Linked DNA regions of Mus musculus: all the other regions are linked to region 1. Evidence: chromatin contacts called from public Hi-C data. All regions are on one chromosome and are shown on one strand. Each heading gives the region's core, a stretch centred on a gene start, on an enhancer-like site or on the middle of the called end of the contact. The rest is flanking DNA. Distances are from core to core; before and after follow the strand shown.

Region 1 (3,207 bases), core at 453-2,952:
GGACCATTCTGGCTTGACCTGGATAACTCTGGTGTTGCAGAGATTTATATTTTAATAAGATGACTGTGGCTGCCATATTCAGAATAGGTGGAAGGAGACAAGGCAGGATTGGCGGATGAATCAGGAGACCCTCGTGATTGGCCAGGAAAGGAAGGGTGATGACTGGCATCAGGACCAGTGGATGGAGGAGGCTAGACATACTTATTATGTGCAAATACAGTTTTGAAAAAGAGCCCTGCAAGATTTACTAAAGCTAGATAGACAGGGTAAAAGAGAAAGGAAGGCAGGACTGACAGCTCAGTCGGTAAAAGGCTTGTCCTGAGTTCCATCCCTCAGAATCCACATTCAAGAAAGATAAATGAATAAAACTCATGAAGTCTGGAGTGGTGAGAAATGCTTCTAATCTCAGCAGGAGAGAAGCAGAGACAGATTCCTGGGCATATAGATCAGGCAGCCTAGGCCACTCTGTCAGTCACTAGGCAATGAGAAACTATGTCAATAATAATGATAATAGTAATAATAATAACAATAACAACAACAATAATATAAGGTGGATGGTACTCAAGGAATGGTATCTGAAAGTTTTCTCCATACATACATACCCTCACACCCAGAGGCGAGAAAATGAGAGCAAAATCAAAGACAGCATCAAGTTTTGCTCCTGATCCACAGGGAGCTTCTGGTTGCTATTTGTTGTGAGAGAAAAGCCTTTAGGAGAAGCAGAAAGCTGTCCTACAGACATATTCTATTGAGATGCTGATGGAGAAGCCTGGCAGGATGTGTGCAGGGTCATAAACAGCAAGGAGCCACTGTTGTATGGATAGCCTCTACCATCGCAATGCACAAGCTGGCCAAGGATAAACTCATAGACAGACATTAGATGCCGCCCAGTGGGAAATGTTCTGGAATAATAAGTCTGGGGCCCGCCGGATGCAGGACACAGGACAGCTAGTGAACGTCCTGGAAGTCAAGAGGACATGGGAAGCGAGTGCTTTGAGAAAGAGGGCATGAGAAGCCATCAAGCACAGTGCAGATGTAGAGCTGTCCCATTGGTCCAGCAAGTCGTGACTGGAGCAAGAACAGATTCCATGAAATCGTGGAGGGGAACTCCACAGGAGGTATCTAAAGGAGAACAATTAGCAGACAAGAACTTTGGTGCTCTGTGCCAGGTGTACTCTTTTAGTACATTCAGATGTAAAGCAAAGACCAGGCTGGGGGCCTGGATGGGCAATGTGGATAAGAAGGAAAATGGAGTTCAAGAGAAGTTCAGGGAAGGCCAGTTAGAGGGGTGGCCTTTCACTGGGGACATGGGTGGGGAGGAAGGGGCAGAATGAGGTCACAAATACAGGCAGGTGGGTGGATGTGGGGGTGTGAGTACCGTCTTCCCGTCGCTTCTGTTTTCTCTTTGAAGTCTGAAGAAAGACCATGAGCTCCAGGTCTCGTGGGTCTCTGTAGAGTGAGAGACAGCAGCAGCCTTGGCGTCTGCACCATCCTACAAGTAACACGGATGGAGTTGAGAAAGTGAACCAGGGGAGTGAGTGGCTCAGGGGGTAAAGAACTTGATGTGCAAGTGAGCAGACCTGAATTCAGATTCTCAGAACCGATGTAAAACAGAGACATGGGACTGTCACCACAGTGCTCCTATGAGACAGGAGGCAGAAACAGGGGACTCTCCCGAGCTCCTGGGCCAGCTAGCCTGAGGCGTGCTACAGTGAGGAAGAGATCCTGTCTCAAGCAAGATGGAAGGGGAAGGACATCCGAGATTGTCCTCAGATCAACACACATGCATTTACACTCGTACGTGCTAACATGTACACACACACATACGTGCATATGCACGTGAACACACAGGCAAGAAGCAAAAGAAAGAGAGAAAAATGCAAAACGTCGCAAAAGCCAGTTAATTTTTAAATGTATTTATTGTCAAACCACAGAGCTGACTTCTATTAACTATCTTTTGGCACCACCTGCTGGAGACAGATCCCAGCAGCTAACGGCAAGGATCATTGATAATGTGCACAGCAAATGGGGAGAGAGAGAGATCTCTGTGGACTGGGATTCATCAGAAGAGTCACTTGTGAATTTCGCTGTACATGATCCTTTCCTCAAAGTGTGGTTTTTCAATGGTCTATGAAAAACAGAAATTCATAGAAAGAGAGAAACAGAGTTATAGTGGTTTTTTTTTCTTTCTTTTTTCAGGAATGGTAGTGGTGTTCTGTCCCTCAATAAAAGCGTAAGCTTTCTTCCTCTTCTGGCTACATCCCAGGAGTAGTTAGCTTATATGGGCCTTGAGATGCTCTTGGCTAATGTAATTATCCAGTGATTGAGATGAGTGAGATGCAGTTGCCAATACAGTATTTTAACCAAAATGGTCCAACGATATTACTTTTCCCATTTTCCATGCAATGTGTTGTGATGGAGATGGACATCTTCCCAGTGATGATGCAGGCTTGAAACTGCTTCCCTTAACCCAGAGACTTCCTGAGAGTTTATCTCAGCTGTAACTAGTGATGGTTCCTTACTATGTTCTTCTTTGTGTGTTTCCAAGGACCTTGCTGCAGACAAGTCACAAAGGTACAAATATCCATTTCTTGGAGAACTGGAAGGAAAATAGCCCTATATTCCTATATTCCTCACTTTTTCCCTACCTGCATCCAAGTACCCAATAAGAAGTAACTAAACTAAATGAAGAAGGCTTTATTCTGTTGTATAATTTGGAAGTACAGTCTAGCTTGGCAGCTTGGTGGCTCACATCTGAGAGGCTCAGGAAGCAGACTGTGTGGAATGCTGATCCTCAGCTGTTTTTCTCACCTATGGTAGGATGCTGCTTGAAATTAGGGATGTCCTTACCTCTCAGTTAATCCTTTCTGGAAACATCACCCACCTACCACAAGATATCTATCATCAGTGCCTTGCGTGTTTCTTAATCCACTCAAACTAGCAATCAAAATTAACAATGACAGGTTTTTATGTCATCTGGGATAATTGGGCAGTCACTCACTCTGCCAGGACATTTCTGTGAGGATGAAAATTCTCCAGCAATGGTAGACATAAAAGTCCAAATTAAGTCTCTCACTATTATTGTATGGGGTGTGATGTGTGCTTTAAGCTTTAGCAAAGTTTCTTTTATGAATGTGGGTGCCTTTGCATTTGGAGCATAGATGTTCAGAATTAAGAGTTTCTCTTGGCAGATTTTTCCTTTGACCA
Region 2 (3,207 bases), core at 297-2,796, 310 kb before region 1:
TGAAAGGCAGCCTGTGTTCTGGTTGAGCGAAGCTCACTCCGGAGATCCAGTAGAAAACTCTACAAGGGACAGAACAGTGAGCCACGCTCCCAGACACAGGCACCTGACACCACAGAGGCCCCAGCTCCATAATCCTGTGACTATCAGTCATGTAGACTGTCCCAAGCTCCTGGTATTCTGGCTAGACTCCACCCCCACAATTAACCTGGCAATAGCCGGCTATGCTCCTCCCCACAGCTACCTTGCAACAACCAGGTAGCCCAGCCCACTGTAAAAGGGGCTGCTTGGCTCCTTCTCTCTTTCTTAAGCTCTTGTTCTCCTACTTTCACCTTTCGCTCCCCTTCTCCCCCTCCTTTCCCCTTCTCTCCATGTAGCCATGGCCTGCTTCTCCTTCTCTACCTTCTCTCTGTCTCTGTCTCTCTCTGCCTTTCTACAATAAGGCTCTAAAACCATGGACCGTCTCTGCTTATCAAGACCCACCTTGCTTGAATGATGGAATAGGCCTTCCCCTGAAGAGCTGAGTCAAGAAGGTCTCCCAGTGTTTTCAGCCACTAGACTGGACTAAGGGCTCTCACCCGTGAGGAAACCAGCCAGGTCCCCCTCTCCCCCTGCCACCTTTCTCCCTTCGGCTCTGGGGTTGAGAGAGCTGCTCCTGGGGCCTCTACCCATTCTCAGCTCTTCTGCAGTGTCCAGCGACATCCTGTGATGCCCAAGTGCTGGAACCTGTCATCCCTGGCCTTCGTGAGGCCCAGGGACCCTGGACTGCTCCCCCCGCCTCCCTGCAGACTGGACTTCAGTGGCTTCCCACAGCCAGACGCCCACCCAGGCTGCGTGGAGAGTGCATGGCAGTCCCCCACATCTGCCCACCCAGAGCCTTGGAGCTTCTACTTTACAGATAGCCGCAGTCACTTTCTGAAGCTATAGTAAGCACAACTGCACAAAAAAGCAGGGATGTGTCTACAAGTTCCACACCAGAGTGTGTTCAAGCTCAGCCTCTTAATCGATCTTTTTCGTGGAATTCCTGGAAAAATCTGCACAGTTCACAGGGAAAGTTTAGTTCCTGTGTCATTACGAGATGAGGACCAGGCTTCGGTCTCCCAGCAGCAGGCATCTGGTTTGAGGTTTTTTGCTTGTGGTTCTTACAAATCTGTGTAACTGCAGGGTGGGCAGATCACTGGTGCTTCTCCCAGGCTTGTGCCAAAAGATCAATTTAATTAGCAAAGTGTCTCTGGACCTTAGCCCGGAAGAAACAACATCCGTCAATATGAAAAAGACTCCGGAAGAAAGGAACTAACTGAAAACTCAAGTCCTTTCTGGTTTGGACTGCTGCTAGGTCCATGCTGGCTTCAAGTTGAAGAAGAGCCCAGAGAAATGACAAGACTCTGTGGACCGAAGTCAGTGTAATAAGAGACACAGACAGACGACTTCACAGCTGCACGCTCCGAAGCGCCAAACACTTCCGCCCCCACCCACCCCAGCACATTGTACACACACTCACTGCCTCCCCTGTTGCTGTCTCAAACAATCCCTGCCCTCAGAGTTCCGCATTTGTTGGTGACAAGTGGACAGGCGGGGCAGCAGCTGCCGGCACAGCTGCGCTAGGAAGACCAAGGTTAGGAGGCAGCAACTGGAAGATAGAGTCGCAGCTGCTCTCTTGGAGGTGGGGTGGGTATTTGTTAGCACAAGGCACCACTGGAGGCCTCTAGGGTCCTTAGTAATGTGCTAAAAGACCCAGAGTGGAAAATGTCAAAATCCAACTTGGAAATGGGGGAAAAAAACCAACAATTACTCAAGACCCTTGAGGTGTTGCCTATCCGTAGCTTTATAAAGTCTAGGCAGCACTGCAGTGGACTGTCTGCAAAGATGCAATGGGCTGGTGGGATGGCTCAGTGGGTAAAGGAACTTGCCATGCAAATCTGATGACTTGTGTTGAATCCCTGAACCCATGGTGGCAGAGAACTGACTTCCCAGAGTTGTCCTCTGACCTCCATACCTCCCTCCCTCTCTCCCTCCCTCCTTCTCTCTCTCTCTCTCTCTCTCTCTCTCTCTCTCTCTCTCTCTCACACACACACACACACACACACACAGATTTGTTTTTGCATACTTGTGATCAGTAGATAAACAGACAAAGGGATTGTGTGTGGTTTTTTTTTTTTTGTTTGTTTGTTTCCAAGGGCCATTTTGATCAGATGATTCTAATTGTCCCTCTTTTCAAGAATTGCGATTCTGCCTTATCTACGAACATTCATTTTGTTGGTATGTCACTAGAAGAGCAATCTGGGAGAAATTAGTTTGGCTTGGACAATAGATTGTACTTGGGATCTTAAATAGTTTTTAGAAATGTAAAGTTGGAATTGAATTTTCAAATTCAAAACTACAACTTTCATACTATGTTTTATTGTATATGTATGAGAGTTTCGCTCTCATAGATGTCTGTGCACCGTATGAATATGTGTTGCCCGAGGAGTCAGAAGAGGGTGGCAGACCCTTCTGGATCTGCAGTTGTGGACAGTTGAGAGCCGTCCATAGACAAGAAACTTCATGCATTTCTAAATGGTTTTAAGAAGGAGGGTGACTGTGGATGGGTGAATGTCTTGTAGACTGATCGGAATTCTTTTACATCTGCTTCAAATGAAGGGCTGTTTTGTTATAAATTATGGAGATGTGGGTGATGGGAATTGAACCTGGGTCATCTATGAGAACACTAAGTGCTCTTAATCACTGACCAATCTCTCTAGCCTTATAATGTACTTTTTAACCCTTCTCCTTCAAATTTTAGACAAGGAGGACAAAAATCAGGAAAAACTATGGGTTTAAGCATACGTCTGGCCACTTTTCAAAAGACTGTACATGTGTGGTGCAGAATAAAAACTTTCCTATTGTAACTACTTCATATTTTTAGTACCGGTCACAGCTGGGTCACAACTATCCTTTCGTTGACTGAAGAAGGAGCATTGGGTGGGGTGTGGCTGGGCGCTAGAGCACGTGTGCACTTACTGTTTCCAATAGGACTTTCCCATGACTTAAACCATGTGCTCAGTAAACAATAGCTGTTATTAATATGACAATATGTGAGGCCCAATTTGCTCCAGGGATGGCTTGTACTTCATGTAAATGTATAACACGTGTTTTATGTCATTACTTCTTAAAATGTGGGACATGATGTAGTTGTAGATTGTGAAACTGATTTTGTGAGTTTCATTGAGA
Region 3 (3,207 bases), core at 298-2,797, 260 kb before region 1:
AGAGACTTGCAGAGATGGAGAGGAACTGCTTACGGGAGCATCTATCTCAGAAGTGATTCCAGACACCGAGGCATGACTCCCACCGCAAGTAATTCATAAGATCTGTCAAAAGACATTTTTTTCCTCTATTGTTTACAAAAGGGAATAAGTATCAAATCTGGGGGACATTCTCGAGGCATTTGTCACCAGAAACTAAATATTAAGCTATGCTGGGAGAAAAGCCGTGCAGAACAGAAAGGGAAAGAATTAATTAATAGGCTCTCTCTCTCTCTCTCTCTCTCTCTCTCTCTCTCTCTCGCCCCTGTCCACGGTCAAAAATTCTCTCTCAACCGGTTTGAGATGTTCTCTCTCTCTCTCTCTCTCTCTCTCTCTCTCTCTCTCTCTCTCTCTCTCTTCCCCAAACAAATGGGTATGAGGAGCCTCTAGCATCCAAGTCAGGAAATAAGTTAAAAAAAACATGTAAAAGGAATTTTGGTCTCCATTCTCCTGGCACCGTTGAGAACGTATCTGTGAAACTCTCTGGAAGGCAGAGTGCATCTCAATGAGCTTGCTGCATGTACAGCAGTCTGTCTCATTGGGAAGACAATTATATAAAGTTTATTCAGGATGATTTTTTTTTTTTAACTTTAGTACTCAAAGGAGCTGCATTTTCCATTGAGAGCTGACGAAAAGCATGGTATGGGGAAAACTCCGGTGAGACCCTCCCTGGCTGGTATACGTCAACACCGATAGCAAATGGTGGTCTGGTCATGTGATTCATCCCCCAGCACATACAAATATAGAACATGACCATAAATAGTAACGGACTGTGCCCTGGCTAGCTAATTTATGACGGCGGATCCAGATCGGAATGCCAGCTGGAACTCCCTTCTCCTCGTTGGCAGGGTTCACAGACACAGGGTTGTAAGAAGATGGAAGCTCTGTCCAGAGAGGACCACTTCAGTTATGGCTTGCTGAAGCAGGAGCCAAGAAGCAGATCTGAAGAAATGGCTCTTCCAGGGCAGCTAAGCTTTGGTGAATGAGTCAGCAACTTCTTTTTAAAATCTGATTTTTTTGATTCAGGTCTTAAGAGAGTGGTCTTGTAACCTTCCCGATTTATTTATTTATTTATTTATTTATTTATTTTTAAATCGGGTCTACGATGGCCCGCAAGAGGCCATTTCTTTTTTTTTTTTTCTTCTTCTTCTTCTTCTTCAGTAAAGAATGGTAAATAGCTGATAATTATTTTATAAAGAATTCAAAGTTATCTTGACATCAAACAAACAAAAAGGGTAACGAAAAATCATCTTAGTCAAATAAATGCAGTTTTATCCCTTGGTTGGCCTTTATCACCAACTGCGGTCTGAAATTCTAACAAACTTGGAGTGAGATAGTTGAAACAAAGGAAAACCTCTTTCTCCCTGAACCCTTCACCCCTCAGATAATCGCCCAGATCCGCAGTTTGTGCTAATCACCTCACTTCCTTTGGACAGCCGTTCTTTATCTGATTCAGGTCTTACACAAAGGCAGATGAGCTCATGCCGCCTTATCAGATCGAAAACAACAACAAAGCCACCCTGAGTGACAGTTCAGCAGGACAGGATCTTAGCAAATCCTCTCTGCCTCCACAGCCCTGAGCTTCCAAATAGCTATAAAGCTACCAGTCCCAGTCAGCGCTCACAGCTCGTCACCACTTTATGCTGCTAAAGCAAACAGTCTGGGTAGAGACTGTCAGCACCTGCTCGCTTTTGGATCAGCCTCCTCCCCGCATCCTGATAAGCCAGCGATTAGCTTTCCTGTTGGGATTCAGTCCTGCCTGCTTAGCTTCGGGCTGTCAACTCCAGCAGACCCTGATGCTATCACACAACCGACATGTCTCTTTTCCTTCTAGGGCGTTTTAGTCTTCGTTCGCCCGCATCTCTAGCCAATGTGGGCGGCAGCCTTCAATCATGAGCCCCTGTGCAATTGTTTAGGTCCTTTTCACGCCGTGTGCAGCAAAACTAATAGGAAAAGCAAAGTCAACCTTTCCTTTCCTTATTTCTCTGTCTACAACATGGAACACTACCCATAAGGCTATTGGTTACAAAACCCAAGCTGCTAAGCCAGGCACAGTGATGCATGCCTGTAATCCCAGCACTGGGGAGGCCGAGGCAGGAGAATTGCCATGACTTAGAAGTTAAGCTGGTATATATAGTGAGTACCAGGGCAGCCGAGAATACACTGCAAGAAACTTGGTTCAAACGAAACCAAAACCAAATATTACCCAGCCTTCTATCAGGAAGACAAATTTTTGACCTGTTGTATATATATATATTATTTAGCTTTAGTTTGCATGTTTCTACAGAAATTAAAGCATGCGTTACTGCCCTCGGGTGCCTTTGAGTTGGTCACACAGGGAATGCATTCATGAAGTGAGCATCTTGTGTCAATTTGAAAAGGAGCCACTGGTTAGATTCTGAGTAGCTACACCTCAGAGTGGTCCATCCAGGCCACACTATGAAATGAAGACAATTGAGCAGGATAGCGCAGAGAAGATACGGACAGGGTTTTACATTTAAAATTTTTTTCTTACAGTTTTTCTTTTCTTTTTTTTTTTTAAAAAATGTTTTCAAAATAAATGTAAAAATTATGTATTTAGAAGTCCATTAAAATATGGGCTGACAGACAGCTAATTTGGTTAAGTGCCTGACATGTACTACTTCGGCATTATGAAATATTGAGCAATTATGTGACTTCTCATGGCCCCGGTGAACCACGGGCAAATGAGGCTGGACTCAACTACATGGTGTGAAAGGAGCTAGGAAGTGTTTGTATAGAAACAGCTCTACAAGAGTAGCTGGTCTCAGACACACACCCAGGCCCCCTAGCACCCCACCCCTTACCCCCTAACCCCCCAGCCCCCCATTTCCCCACACCCCCATCACCCCACTCCCCTACCCCCTCCCAGCACTCAGGAAGCAGTCAGCTATGGTGCTGTGTACCTGTTGTCACAGTGTTGGGGGCTAGACAGCCTGCCTAGCATGATCACTGAGACATGCCCCCTGTCCCCCCTTCTCCCTTCTCCCCACACACACCAAAAATTATCCTAATTTTATTTACTGTCTGGTCATGGGCCCTGACAGCAGAACTTAATGAAGCTAATCATGGCTAAGTCCTTCAAGAAGACTCAGCAGCTACGCCATGACGCTTTCTGGGCATGAACTTCAGACACACTGCAGAGTTTGGCCT

Evidence for each region. Hi-C and Micro-C count contacts between places; a contact is called where the count stands out from the background.
Region 2: a Hi-C map of the P5424 cell line shows a contact between it and region 1, with 3 times the contacts expected there. The contact joins two enhancer-like sites. A contact is called at or near these places in 2 of 15 datasets of contacts at CTCF or cohesin (embryonic stem cells and stem cell-derived epiblast-like cells), 38 of 484 Hi-C or Micro-C datasets (B cells, the G1E-ER4 cell line, the HPC-7 cell line and 11 more), 17 of 115 datasets of contacts at active chromatin or transcription factors (the HPC-7 cell line, SST interneurons, bone marrow-derived macrophages and 11 more) and 1 of 9 other capture datasets (embryonic stem cells).
Region 3: a contact with region 1 is called in a Hi-C map of cortical neurons. The contact joins two enhancer-like sites. A contact is called at or near these places in 6 of 484 Hi-C or Micro-C datasets (the HL-1 cell line, cortical neurons, forebrain and 1 more), 4 of 115 datasets of contacts at active chromatin or transcription factors (the SCID.adh cell line, T-cell acute lymphoblastic leukemia, cardiomyocytes and 1 more) and 2 of 9 other capture datasets (embryonic stem cells and embryonic trunk).

What each region holds. Positions count from the first base shown.
Region 1 is chr13:46,309,641-46,312,847 of GRCm38.p6, reverse strand. No RefSeq gene overlaps it. Among named protein-coding and RNA genes, the nearest start is that of Stmnd1, 38 kb to the right of the region's middle. Within about 2 kb of position 1,702, at least 15 of the 459 cell types and tissues checked have an H3K27ac peak or open chromatin away from gene starts, as enhancers often do. A contact at or near this core is called in the P5424 cell line, cerebral cortex and cortical neurons, where this site is marked.
Region 2 is chr13:46,618,135-46,621,341 of GRCm38.p6, reverse strand. The region is part of intron 7 of Cap2 (CAP, adenylate cyclase-associated protein, 2 (yeast)); the gene reads right to left. Among named protein-coding and RNA genes, the nearest start is that of Fam8a1, 50 kb to the left of the region's middle. Within about 2 kb of position 1,546, at least 87 of the 459 cell types and tissues checked have an H3K27ac peak or open chromatin away from gene starts, as enhancers often do. A contact at or near this core is called in the P5424 cell line and cerebral cortex, where this site is marked.
Region 3 is chr13:46,569,796-46,573,002 of GRCm38.p6, reverse strand. The region is part of intron 4 of Cap2 (CAP, adenylate cyclase-associated protein, 2 (yeast)); the gene reads right to left. Among named protein-coding and RNA genes, the nearest start is that of Cap2, 69 kb to the right of the region's middle. RefSeq lists an enhancer at 1-1,683. Within about 2 kb of position 1,547, at least 122 of the 459 cell types and tissues checked have an H3K27ac peak or open chromatin away from gene starts, as enhancers often do. A contact at or near this core is called in cortical neurons, where this site is marked.